Linked DNA regions of Cricetulus griseus: region 1 is linked to region 2. The links are chromatin contacts, called in public Hi-C maps. All regions are on one chromosome and are shown on one strand. The core of a region is the stretch at or near the end of the contact, and the rest is flanking DNA. Distances in the headings are between cores, read along the strand shown. Region 1 has its middle 140 kb from the start of Adamts18. Region 2 holds the start of Adamts18 (A disintegrin and metalloproteinase with thrombospondin motifs 18).

What was found. A called contact is a pair of places that touch in the nucleus more often than the background predicts.
Region 1: a contact with region 2 is called in a Hi-C map of liver, with 2.4 times the contacts expected there. The contact joins the enhancer-like site here to the promoter of Adamts18 in region 2. A contact is called at or near these places in 2 of 8 Hi-C or Micro-C datasets (the CHK-Q cell line and liver).

What each region holds. Positions count from the first base shown.
Region 1 is chr3:190,383,933-190,390,450 of CriGri-PICRH-1.0, forward strand. No RefSeq gene overlaps it. Among named protein-coding and RNA genes, the nearest start is that of Adamts18, 140 kb to the left of the region's middle. Within about 2 kb of position 4,964, at least 1 of the 6 cell types and tissues checked has open chromatin away from gene starts, as enhancers often do.
Region 2 is chr3:190,247,962-190,254,003 of CriGri-PICRH-1.0, forward strand. It overlaps Adamts18 (A disintegrin and metalloproteinase with thrombospondin motifs 18), which reads right to left and starts at 2,500. Exons shown (of 23, transcript XM_027406073.2): 1 at 2,411-2,500; 2 at 2,221-2,308. The coding sequence starts at 2,500.

The DNA of each region.
Region 1 (6,518 bases), core at 3,714-6,213, 140 kb after region 2:
GACGGGGCTTGTGTTTGGTTTAAAATATAAATACAGGGCTTGGACAGGAGAGACCAAACCATTCACTTCCTGTCTCAGTATCACCACTGTGGTTAACGATGATCCCTGAAGTACTCAGAGGCTTGGCTGCTGGCGGATGGTGGAGCATCCATTATCAGTCCATCAGCTGTGCTAAAATGACCCATGGAAAAGTGTTTTTCTCCACTGCATCTGGGCAAATAAACACTGACAATTTCTAATTCTGAGCTGCCTGCCTGTAAAGTGATCTAAATGATGTCAACTCAGTAACTCTTGAGCCATGGCTTACCTCCAGTTGGATCTAAAGCATCGATTTGCTAATTCCTCTGATTTTTCTCTTTTCTTCTTGCTCTTGACCTTGACAGATTAGCACTCTGAAAGTGAAGCAAATGCTTCCCAGCCAGAGGGCTTCTACTGTTCCCAGGACTGGAGCTTCCGCTGCCCTGGGGAGGCTGAGGGTGATTAGCAGTGCTATCCATAACACTGGGAACCAGGGGGTCGGGAACAAAGAGGTTGAAAGACTTAACCAGTACGAACCAGTGACTGGGGAATGCTGGGTGTTTGGATACAGTGGGAGGAAGCTTGAGCATCGGCTTTCAACTGCAGCTAAGATTCTACAGCAGGACTTCTAGGACTTAGAACATTGACATGGTTTTGAACTCTTCTCTGCCCTGCAGTAGTTCATGCCCTTGAGCAGTTTACTCATCACTCCTCAGGTTGCCTGATAGTACTACTGGCAAAGAAGAGGGCATAGAGAGTGTCAGTGTGAAACCCTTAAAGTCCAAATCTTCTGGATAGTGTGATTGTCCCCCTTCCAGTGTAGTTTCTTCTGGACCCTTCCTACTCATCTTACAGTTACCTTTTCAGATTTGCACACATTGAGATTAAATTGGGCCTCTACTGTGATGATTCCCATTTCCTCTCTCGTCCTAAGTGCAAACTAACCTTTAAATAACATTAGCATCAAGTAGTGCAGACTTGTGTGCATCTGTCCGATTCATTTTGCTGTGACCTTACAGTTTTTAATTGGAATCACACCATTTCGTAGATAAAGGAAACTGAGTGTATTGCTGTACTTTTAAGTTTTCAAAAAAGTGTTTTAAAATTGCACTGTTTTTATTTTTTTTAAACTCAGTTTAAAAATGACTAAAATGTTCTTTCAAAAGAGGCATCTAAATGTGTTCCTAATTTTGTATATGGGCTTAGGTTTTGTAACCAATAAAAAAAGCTGCTATCAAATAAAAAAAAAAAAGAGAGTGTCAGTGAGTACATCGAGTACAAAAATGCATGTAAATACTGAGCTTAGCCTCTATATGGTCTATTAGATTAACCATAAGTTGAAGAGAGGCTTTACACATAGGGTTGGGGAATGAATACAGATTCTCTGTTACACTTCAGGAAGTTGGTCCAGGAGCTTGAGAGACAGTTCAGCAGGTAAGAGAATTGGCTGATCTTACAGAAGACGGGAGTTCAAGTCCTAGCACTCACATGGTAGCTCAAAAGCATCTGTAACTCCCATTTAAGGGGATCTTCTGCCCTCTTCTGGTCTCCTTGGTCACTGCACACACACAATGCACACACACACAGAGAGAGAGAGAGAGAGAGAGAGAGAGAGAGAGAGAGAGAGAGAGAGAGAAGAGAGAGAGAGAGAGAGATGGGCAGACACACATAAAATAAATATATTTTTAAAATAAGTTGGTTCAGGATGCGTGAATGTCTGGAGGAGGAGGAAATCACAGAAAGTGAGAGAGGGGACAAGATGGGCCAAAGCCACCATCTTGGAATGTGCTGGTGGTGGTGGTGAAACTATAGTCATCGTGGACAATGGAGGTTCCAAAGGAGAAAGCTGTAGGCAAACATTCCCTCCACATCCGCATTCTAAGTGGGAGTGTAGAAGGACACCTTTGCTGAGAAGGACACCTTTGCTGTCACTGAGAAGGAGCTAGCACTCAGAACAGAATGAAGGAGGTGGCCAAGCAGTGTTTGCTGCCAGTGTAGGGCAGGCCGACTAAGCTCCAAGAGATAGAATTATTCTCTCGCTTGGCACATTTCACTAGCTTCCCACTGCTTAGGGGAAAAATGAGGACCAGGGACAGAGCTCAGTGGTGCAGTGCTTGCCGAGTATGCACATGGCTGGAGCTTTTACCTTGAGTACTATAGACAAAAATACACAGGAGGAAACTAAAACCCTCTCTTACCACAGCAAAGAGGTGCATTCCTATCTCTCCGGCATCAACCCCCACAGTGCTCCCTCTGCCTCTCCTCTGCCACACACTTCCCCCCTGTTCTCCAATACTTAAAACTCTGTCCAAGCTCACAGTCTCAGTCCCATCATTCTTTTATGTATAGCCCTAGTGCCTGGCACATTTCAGCTCCAAAGTCACTTCTTCAGAGATGTCATTCAAAGATCTTTACATTCTTACAGCCCACGCTCTCAACCACCCCACAGGTTTAGCAGCCAAAGGCTTTCTGCTATGGCTGTCCCTGAGTGTTGAACGCCTGTTGTTGCATCATCTCCTTACAGAGGACCAAACATAGGAACTTGTACACTCTAGGCAAGAGCTCTAACAGGAACTCCATCCCTAGCTTCCACCTCTTACCAGGAATTCGTCCACCTTTATTGCCTCTTTCTCTTTTAAAGCCACTTCAAATATCTCAAATTTTGATAGAATCTGGGCTCTCCTTCTTAACCCAGGAGGAGGGAGGATCAGAGACCTCAGTTTACAGTCCACACTGGACTCCGACCATTCTGTTTACATCTTTCCACATCAGAGTATAACCCTGGGGCCATCGGCATGTGTTGAGGCAGCTGGAACTGAGCTGTTGCGTGGCCAGATGAGTAAGACAGGTTCACAGATGATGTCCCAGCACCCAGTTCTTCCCAGCCTGTCCACACCTGGGCTGGGCTGTCATCACCAAGTGTCTGTGCAGCTTTAAGCAATTTAAGCTGAGAACAGACCTGCTGAGGGAAATGCTGACATGCACACAGAGGTGTAATTAATGTCCATGAAGTGATGCTGATGAGGACCTTAGTGCCCTGTGATGTAGTGGAACACTGAGTGCTTTCCACTGGGTAACCTTTAGGATAGAGATTTAGAGAGTGGAGTATGACTCTACTCTTCCTGTGTGACCCTGGGTCCCTGAATAACTCAAATAGCTGTCTTAGGAGAGATCACTCAGGAATGTCCTATCTTTTCTGAACAGTGCAGGGGAGGCAGGGGGCATGGTTGTTCTCTTATGTCTTCCCCCAAACGTCTTCCTTCCAGCACCCTTTGACTTTGGCCCCAACTAAACATACCCAAAGGGCTTTTCCAGAAAGAAGAAACTGAAGTCTCGAGTCCTAGAGGCCACCAGTGACTTAGAAAGTGGACATCTAGGACTAGAGAGATAGTCCACGCTGCAAACTTGAGGATGTGACTCCAGGTTTCTCAGAAGCCAAGTAAAAAGCCAGACACGGTGCCATGTGACTATAATTAATTCCAGAGCTTCAGGATGGCAGGTGGAGACAAAGGGGCCTCTGGATCTGAGACCAGCTTCTTGACCTGAACTTCGAGGCTCCGGGTTGATGAAAGACCTTGTCTTACAAAAGGCAGAATGCACTTGAGGACAGACATGTGAAGTTGTCTTCTGTCCCTGCTCCCCTGCAGGTGCATTACGTTACACTTGTGGGGTGTGTGTGTGCACACCCTTTCCTTAGGATGTGGAAATCCAGCTGTCGTCAATCACATCAAACTCTGCAGCTCAGGCACCAGTCCCCAGAGGGGTCAGACTAGGCCTTGGCTCAGAGTGTATGCCACCTTTAACTTCAGTGAGTTTTGCCATTATTGGCAGCCCACCTTCCATCCCCTTCCTTCTGGGCGTGATGGCTCTTGTACAGGCAGCGTGTGATGGCAAACTGAGATAACTCCAATCACGGTAGAAAACGGAAGTCAGACTGCATAAGAGAAAGAGGGTGAACCTCAGCAGACCGGACAAAACACTGCCAGCCAGTCAGAAAAATACTGGATGAGAGGTCATTGTACCGAGGTGTGAACTAACTAGCAACCTGCTAACTTATTCTACCGCTACAGTGAGCTACAGAGTAAGTACTACAAATCACAGGCCTCTGTAAGGGTTTGCAAGCATCAAATTAAAGATGTCCTTTTCAAGAGCCTAAAAACTGCAGGGGTGATGTCAATGCCCCACCTACTTGCCCTTGGATATCTTTGTACCATGTGTCAGGGGGCTTTTGCTACCAATGGAACGACTTGGAGAGTCTGATCTTGGGTTAATGAAGTTAGTTTTGCTCATGGGCTTAGCAAGCCACAATTCTGGGGTAAGCATTGTCTCTGCCTCCTACTCTTCACAAAGGGCTGACAGGTACAGTTCTGGGAAATCCCCATCTCCCTTGCCCCAGATTTTAGGACACCATTTCCTTTCCAAAGATGCCCTGATGGGATCCGGGGGAAGCTCCCCAGTCTGCAACTTTTGCCCGAGCTTGCTTTCTTCTTTGGCATTGTCTCCTGGCCTGGCCTGGCCTGCCCTGCCCTGCCAACCCACTCTCTTCCTGCTTCTCACCAGCAGCCTCTTCTTGAAACTGTGTCCTCACCCGAGGTTTCTCACCAGTCTCTCCTCCAACAGCATTTTGAAGTGTAAAAGCCAAGTGGGGGAGCTGTGATGGTTGAGTACAAGTGTCAATATGCCTGACTAGATAGCCTGGATAGCCAGTGAAGCACTATCCAGAGTTTATAAGGATGGTCCCTGAGGAGTCTGTGTTTGGCAGACTGGATAAAAAGCTGCCACTTGAATAGAGTGGGCATCGTCCAACTGTCTCAGGGCCCAAAAAAGGACAAAAGGGTGAGAAAGAAGAATTCACTCTGCCTGGGCTGACATCCATTTGCTTTCTAACCTTGGAAACTGGCAGCCCCGGTGTTCTTGTCGAAGGACTTTGAACTTGACTAGGACCTACATCATTGGATTCCTTGGTCTCAGGCCTTCTGGACTTGGGTTCAAAGTACACTGCTTGCTTTCCTGGATCTCTGTCTTGCAGATAATAGATTCTAGAACATACCAGCCTCTGAATCACATGAGCTCTCCCTAAGGCTACATTCATTGTATCAGTTCTATTTGGGTGATCCTGATGCAGAAGTCTTCTCCGGAGAAGAAACAGCTCAAAGAATTACTATTGGAATCCAAAACCACAAATGTGACTAGAATGCTGTAGACACACTCAGGACTCTGCCTCAGTGAGCTGCCAAACAAATGCATTGTAACTTATATTCCAGATAACATTCATGTGCTGCACTATACCGTGCACATCTGTAGACAGACTGCTAGGTGAATTCACCACAAGACATTAATGCCTCCATGCTAATTTCACCGTCAAACTATTGCAGAACACACAGATGGCATATCTTTGGGTGCTGCTTCTCACCAGGAGGTTTGTGGGAATGCAGGCTGATCTTATCAGCATCACCCCGATAGGGCCAAAGGATACCTTTCCCCCAAAGCAGAGTCTTCATTTATAACCAGCCATCAGGGATATAATGTACATGAAAATACCCAGCCTTTGTGGCTGGCTGTACCTTCTGAGCACTTTATGAAACTAATACTTAGCAAGACGTAATAAAGAACATGAAGATGGGAGTAGCAGAGAGGCATGGGTTTGGGTCTGCCTCTGTTTCACCAGCTCCATGATTCCAGAAATAAAAACGCGCATCTAGTTTGCTGTTCTGTAAAGTGAGCCCTTGAATGACTCCTCTCAGGTAGGTAGGGAGGAGCCTTTACATAATACATAACATAAAGTGTCTTTTTTATTTTTAAGGAGTCCTATCTAAGGAGTATCAAAACAGCACAGTCTGATTGACGGAACTTTTGAAGCCACGCCTCTGTAAGTTTCTTGAGGGCAGAGGCTGAATCATTTGTCTCATCAGTACAGCGTCAACCCTGCTGGAGTTACCCAATAAGCATTTCAAAGACTTCTGAGAAAGCTGTTGCCTCAGTTACCGTGGGGAGGCTGCCACCTGGTGGACAATGATCAAAACAGCACACCTCTGGAACCTGGGCTCTCCCCCAGAGGGTTGGAATAGCTTACTGCAACTGCTCCTAGCAGTCTGCACTAGTCATAAGTGTTTTCAAGGCAGCAGAAAGAAAAACACAGGAAGAAACAAAGTGATTTCTTCAGACTATTTCCCGAGCCAGAATGCTGGACTGTGTAGAATGGAGAAGTGAGCTGAGCTTGCGTGCATTTCTCTCCACTTTTTAACTGTGAATACAATGTAAGCATCTGCTTCCAGATCCCCCTGCCTTGACTTCACTACCTTAAACTGGGAACTGATTTAAGCCCTTTCTCCCTCGAGTTGCTTTTGTCAAGAGTATTTTGTCTCAGCAATAAGACAAGAAACTAAGCCACTGCCCAGGTGTAAGGTGGAGCCTCGGTACATACATCAGCCTTGCCACTCAAGGCAACATTATATCACAAAGCCACAAAAGCTGTGCAGAGACCCTGGATACCTGTACCG
Region 2 (6,042 bases), core at 1,250-3,749:
TGCTGTATGATCTGGGGGTGTGTGTGGGGGGTGGACAGCTAGGAAACAATTTGCTGTGGGAAAGAGCAAAGCCAGTACACTGCTTTCTTTCACAAAACATTGGAATTGAAAAGCATCGTCCCAGAAGATGATGTGGAGAATGCCCTGTGCACAAAAAAAAAAAAAAAAAAAAAAAAGTTCTGGGTTTCCACTTTCGAGGCACAGAATGAGAAACTAATTTGGAAAGTGTTTAGAAAGATTCCGAACAACTAAGAGGCATGTTTGAGTCACTTGGGTCCTTGGCTCCCAGAAGAGAAAAGAAAAGAAAAGAAAAAGAAATTTCCCTTCCCTGAACAGTCAACAACAATGAAATGAAACATTATTTAGGAGACGCTAAGGAATCAGGAAGTCTCACAGTGTGTAGGGATAAATATGCTATATACTAATTATATTCTAATTAGGCTCACATTAGCAAAGAAACCCCAACATTACAATAATGTGTCCCGTTTCTTTCTGGACCACTTGTGACTTTTAAGGCGTGGCCAACTCTTTTATGGCTCTTTTCACCACTCTCTCTCATTTAAACTAGAAATGCCCTATCATTGACATATTTTTCAGAAAATAAAAGGAAAAATGTGTTTCCCTTAAAATTGAGCAGGGCATGTTTTAGTTCTCAAACATTCCTGATGTGTTGTTCTGCAGGTATGTAGCTTTTGATTAAAGCCAGCCTTTCTTTCTTTGTTTTTTAAAGAGAAAATTTACTTTCTCCATCTACCAGAGTCTCCATCTACCTAAGTTCGTGTTTCTCCAGTGTGTTCCTTAACCTCCTTGAGCACAGCCACCTGAAACTCTACCTGCTCTTACTTGGGAGTATTAGCCAGCCATCCTGAACTCCCCCCCCCAGATACCTGTTACAAGTTTGTTTCCAAAAGGGGAACATACAGGCTGTTGGTTACATTCAGTCCTGTTTGGGAACAGGGGCCGTGAGAGGTCCCTTGTAAAGAATGATGTGCTGTGTCAGTTTAGGTGCTTACAGGGGCTGGGAAATGTAGCTCAGTGGGTAAAGTTCTTGCCAAACATGCATGAGGCTCTGGGTTCAATCCCCATTACTATATAAACCAGGTGTGTCGGGCATTCCTGTGAAACCAGCATTAGGGAGATGGGATAGGAGGGTCCTAAAGTTAAGGTTATCTTCTCTGTATCTAGACTTTGTGAGACCCTGTCTCCAAAAACAAAACAAAGAAGTCCTTATAGGCCATGCCTTAACAGAAAGGCTTGATGGCCATTAGATCTCAGTGAACAGGGGGCATGTTTTAGAAACTTCTGACTGGGTCTGAGGGGACAAAAGGTAGAGCTGACAAAAGTGTATTTCTGGGTCTCTTGTCCTCTCACCACCGATTCTCTGAAAGCCTTTGCCCGTAATTCTGGCACTATCCAGTCCCTTGCATCTGGACAAGAGGACTCAGTCCTACAAAGATGACAATTTTAGAATCCAGAGAAATCCATGTTGGCCAGTAAGGTCTTGCTAAAGAGCCTGGGGCAAACATGAATTGTTCTCCTGCAGCTGGTGGGAAACACTGAAAACAAGGGTTTCCCTCTCTGGGAGTCCTGTGGAGTCAATAAATGAGAAAAGACCAAGCATACTCTGGACCTTTGAAGCTGGGGGGCTTAAGAGACAGGAAAACAGCAACAACAAACAAACAAACAAACAAACAAAAAACAAAGACTTAAAGCACCTTGTGCTAGCGCTTTCCACCAAAAGGCAACTTTGAGTATCCATGGCACAATATCAGCAAAGAGAGAAAGAAGGAAAGGGCAATGGGACAGTGGCAGCAGGGAAAATTGGGGCTCACCCCCTCTCGGACTCAACTAGAATTAGTTTCTGTGGCTTTCCCAGGGGAGGAAGGAAACGAAGGAGCCTCTTATCAATTCCCTACTCGGTGCCCACTTCCTTTCTAATTTCTTACTTAAATTCGGATTCTTTTTCTTAACAAGCCATCTGTGAAGGAGGGAAATTATTTTCTCATCTTTGTGACTTTCAGCTTGAGGCATTGATTTTCTGATAACTTCACAGACCTTGCCACACTTCCCCTCTCCGAGCAGCATACACCTGCCAGGTTAGGAGGTGCACCTTTTTCTTAACATTTCTCCCTCTTGAACACAAAGAGGACAGAGTGTGAAGGGCAGGGTGGGGAGCCCTTGTGGGATGGTGAAGTACAGAGACAGAGGGCAAATACGCACCATCATTTAATCCGCTGCCACCGCTGCTGCTGTCACTGGCTAAGGCGACGGCCACCGAAGCACAGCAGAGGCAGCACAACTGGAGCGCCTGCAAGAGAGAAAAAGGTGACACCCAAGTGTGAGCAGTAGCGCGGGTCGGGCGCCTCCCTGGTCCCGGCTGTGCGGCGCGCCCCTTGGTGGTGGCACCTGCCTTGGCCAGACGCCCTAGTCCCGCGGGGCCCCACGGCGGCCCGGGACCAGCGGCCCGGAGGGCGCACGCGAACAGGAGGGCGCACTCCATGGTCAGGTGCGGACGCGGTGACTGCTGGAGGCGTGCATTGTCCCCGAGGGCCGCGGAGCCCCAGGTGCGGCGCCAGGTGAGAGTCGCTTCTGCGGCTCACATGGCAGCGCGGGAGCCTGTGAGCCTCCTCCCTGCTCCGACTGCGCAGGCCTGCGGCGCTTCTGGGTGTAGGGGTCTCCAAAGTCCGGTTTGCAGCGCCGGTGGCGGGGAAGCTCTGCTGGTGATGCCCGCGGGTCTGCTGCGCGCGTGTCGGTGTCGGGGTGATTGTCTGCGGCTCGAGTAGAGCAGCGCCAGCTGGCTCCCCCAGCGCGCCCGAGCCTAGCGCCCGCCTCTCCTCCGCTCGGTGATTGGCGACCCGAGGCTTCCCTGGGCTCGTCCGAGCTCCTGTACTGCAAAGGGCGTGGGATTCCTGGGCCTGGGCTCTGAGGGAGGGGAAGGAGGGGGCGGGGAGGCCGGGTGGGAGTAAGGGGGAGGGAGGGACCTACGCACAGCCAGGAGAGGGATAGCAGCGTTCAGGGTCCGCCTAGGGATCCTAGCTTGGGGCCACAGAAAGATGAGCTGAGGAACTGAGAAGCTGGAGGCTCAGGTAAGGGGTGTGACTTCTGGACAACTCTTCTGGTGATGGCGAAGAAACCCAGGGTTCCCTGGAAACTTGCTGCAGTTTTCTCTTTTGCCTCGCCCGCGGCCCTGCCCTGACTAGGTGGCAATCCCGAACCTTTGATAAAGAGATGTGCATCCTGAAGCTTGGATGCATTCAAGATCGCCCAACTGCCCAGAATCCCACCAGTAACAGGCATATCTAGGGCAGCTTGAAGAATGAACGGTGAGCAGTGAATAACTGGTCACCGTCCCCAGTGTGTAAAAGAACCCCCACCCCTGCTCTGAGGTGGCCTTCTCTAGACTCTCTTCTACAAATTTAACCTTGTCCCCAGATTGCCAGACCTCTTTACACTCTAAGAAATAGAGCTTGTGTAGACATGAGGCACCTCTCATTCTGTATGGCTACCCATTTACTCAACGCACTTATTTGGTTCTTTTGATTCCTACAGTTAGTAGTGAGGAAAATAAAATACTCGTTTACAGGCCAGTGAGAAAGACTTTCATTGGACAGCTCAGCTGCAGCAAAACAACAACAGAAGCATGTAATCACAAATATTATCAAAGAGCACCAACCAAGTCCTAAGCAAGACAGACTGTAGTTGGAGGGGGGTTGTCAAATATGAGACATCTCTTAGAGATGCCACTGAAAAAGAAAAATTAAAGCCCAAGACAGCAAGTCCATTTTACAAGAAAGAGGGGACTAGGATTTACCCAATAAGAGAAAGGGTACAGCATACATGAAGAACTTTTGAAGCAGTGAAGGTAGTGGCCATGGTGGAAGCATTAAACAGGAAAGAGACAAAACCATCAGGTGCCTGGATGAGGAGGGCCCTGTAGTGTTGGCAGAGGTGTGCAAAGTATGCAGGTATATAGGATGCAGCATCCTATATATGTGACTGTGTATTGTGTGTAGGTAGTAAGCAATATCAGCTCCAAATATCAGCCAGTGGGAAGCCTGCCGAGCATGCAGACTGACCAGAGGTACCCAGGCAAGCAGAGGGGACAGAGTTAGGTTACTGTCGCCATCATCAGGGTGCAGAGCAAGGGTGGTAATAGAAGGAGACAGCCCTGTTCAGCCCCCTAAATACCATTTCAAGGAGGGCCTTGTCAATCTCAGAAAAAAGTGATAGGTCAATATACATAGTCTAGTTCACTGAGTGCAACAGTGAATGATAAACTTGGACTGTAGAGGCAAATGTGGCACATATCTGCTGTAAGGATGAAGCATGGTTTCAAAGTAAGAAAAATCAGGGTTCCATAATCACTGGGTCCCTGTCTTAAAATAAGTTAAACAGTAATCATCATGCTATATCTAAAGGGTATTCTAAGAACTTAGTATATTTTTCTAACCATTTCATAAGGAGGCCTTAAAAGTAAGAACAGGATATTTCCATATACTTTGTATAATAAGTTATGTGGAATTTACATATGCATCAAAACTGCCTGTGATGCTGAGCCAGGATCCATTGGGCATAGGACACAGAGATGAGCAGCTAGCTGATTGTGATAGGGGTGACTTAATGCATTAGGTGACTTCACCAAAGAAATGGACACTAAAGGAAATTAGACACCAAAGACATGCAGAAAAAAAAAACACCCACCATGTCACTAACCAATAGAATTAACAAAAATGGAGACTGGGTCAACAGTGCTGTAGGTCACAGCACCAAGCAAACACCAACAGAAACTGGAGGGACACTTAGTCTGTCCACAAAAAGCTGATAAAAACTGTGCCCCTGGCAAGTGTTCTTCCTCGAATTAAGATGAGTTTGCAAGAAATTACCCACATCCTTTCAGAGCAACTCTATTTGTGGCTAAGCTCAAGACTGGAATCCAAAGCTTATAGTTAGAGGGAATATAGTTCATCCTGTCAGGAAAGGTAGGCAGCAGGTTACATTGTGTCCATCCTCAGGAAGCAGTGAGATGAATGCTGGTGTTCAACTCATTATCTCCTTTTTATTTGATCTAAGATCCTCCCCATGGACTTGTGCCAACCACATTTAGAGAGAGTCTTTCATCTCAGTTATTAGCCCAATCCTCTAGATAGCGAACTGCCACACAAACATGCCCAGAGGTTTATCGATTAGGTCATTCTGATACTCTCAGATCGTCAATCAATATTAACCAACACACACACACACACACACACACACACACACACACACACACACACACACACAGAGAGAGAGAGAGAGAGAGAGACGACGAGAGAGACAAGAGAGACAGAGAGACGACAGAGACAGAGCAGACAGACAGACAGACAGACACACACACACACACACACACACAGAGAGAGAGAGAGAGAGAGAGAGAGAGAGAGAGAGAGAGAGAGAGATGATTCAGGGCCAACTTCCAGATGTTTCCAGGCTGGGGGTAAGGGAGGGATTGCCCCAGGGAGAACACGAATGAACAGTGTAGTTCCTAATATTAGTCTTTTCTCCAAAAACATGGAGTCATTAAGTATCCATTCATTAAGGTCCTCAGCCTCCTTCTGAACCTAACAGAGTTGGTTCAACCCCCTTAGTGTCATTCCAATTCTTATAATTCAATAGATCTCAGTCTTCTAAAATTTGGTTCAGTTTCCAGGAACTATTTCCTATATTACCACAGATACAGCAATCAAAACTCTGATAGTGTTCATTTACCTATGGAAGTGTCTAACCTTTCCTGCAGGGCTGATATACAAACATTTGCAAAGCCTTAACTTCTGGGATGACTTCACACATCCTGTTTCCTAAGAACTGGGCCTGCAATATGTTTGCACTACCTCTAGATGGTGACAGAGGGTCATCAGCATGGGGTCCAGCCTTGAACATAGGGATATTTTGTAGCATTTCTAAGTCATTTGATAATACTTTGAAATTTTTAGCTTACTTTAAAACAGTAATATCTAAAACACTGTAATAACTGTTAAAGTTCATAACAAATCAACAGACTTTTTT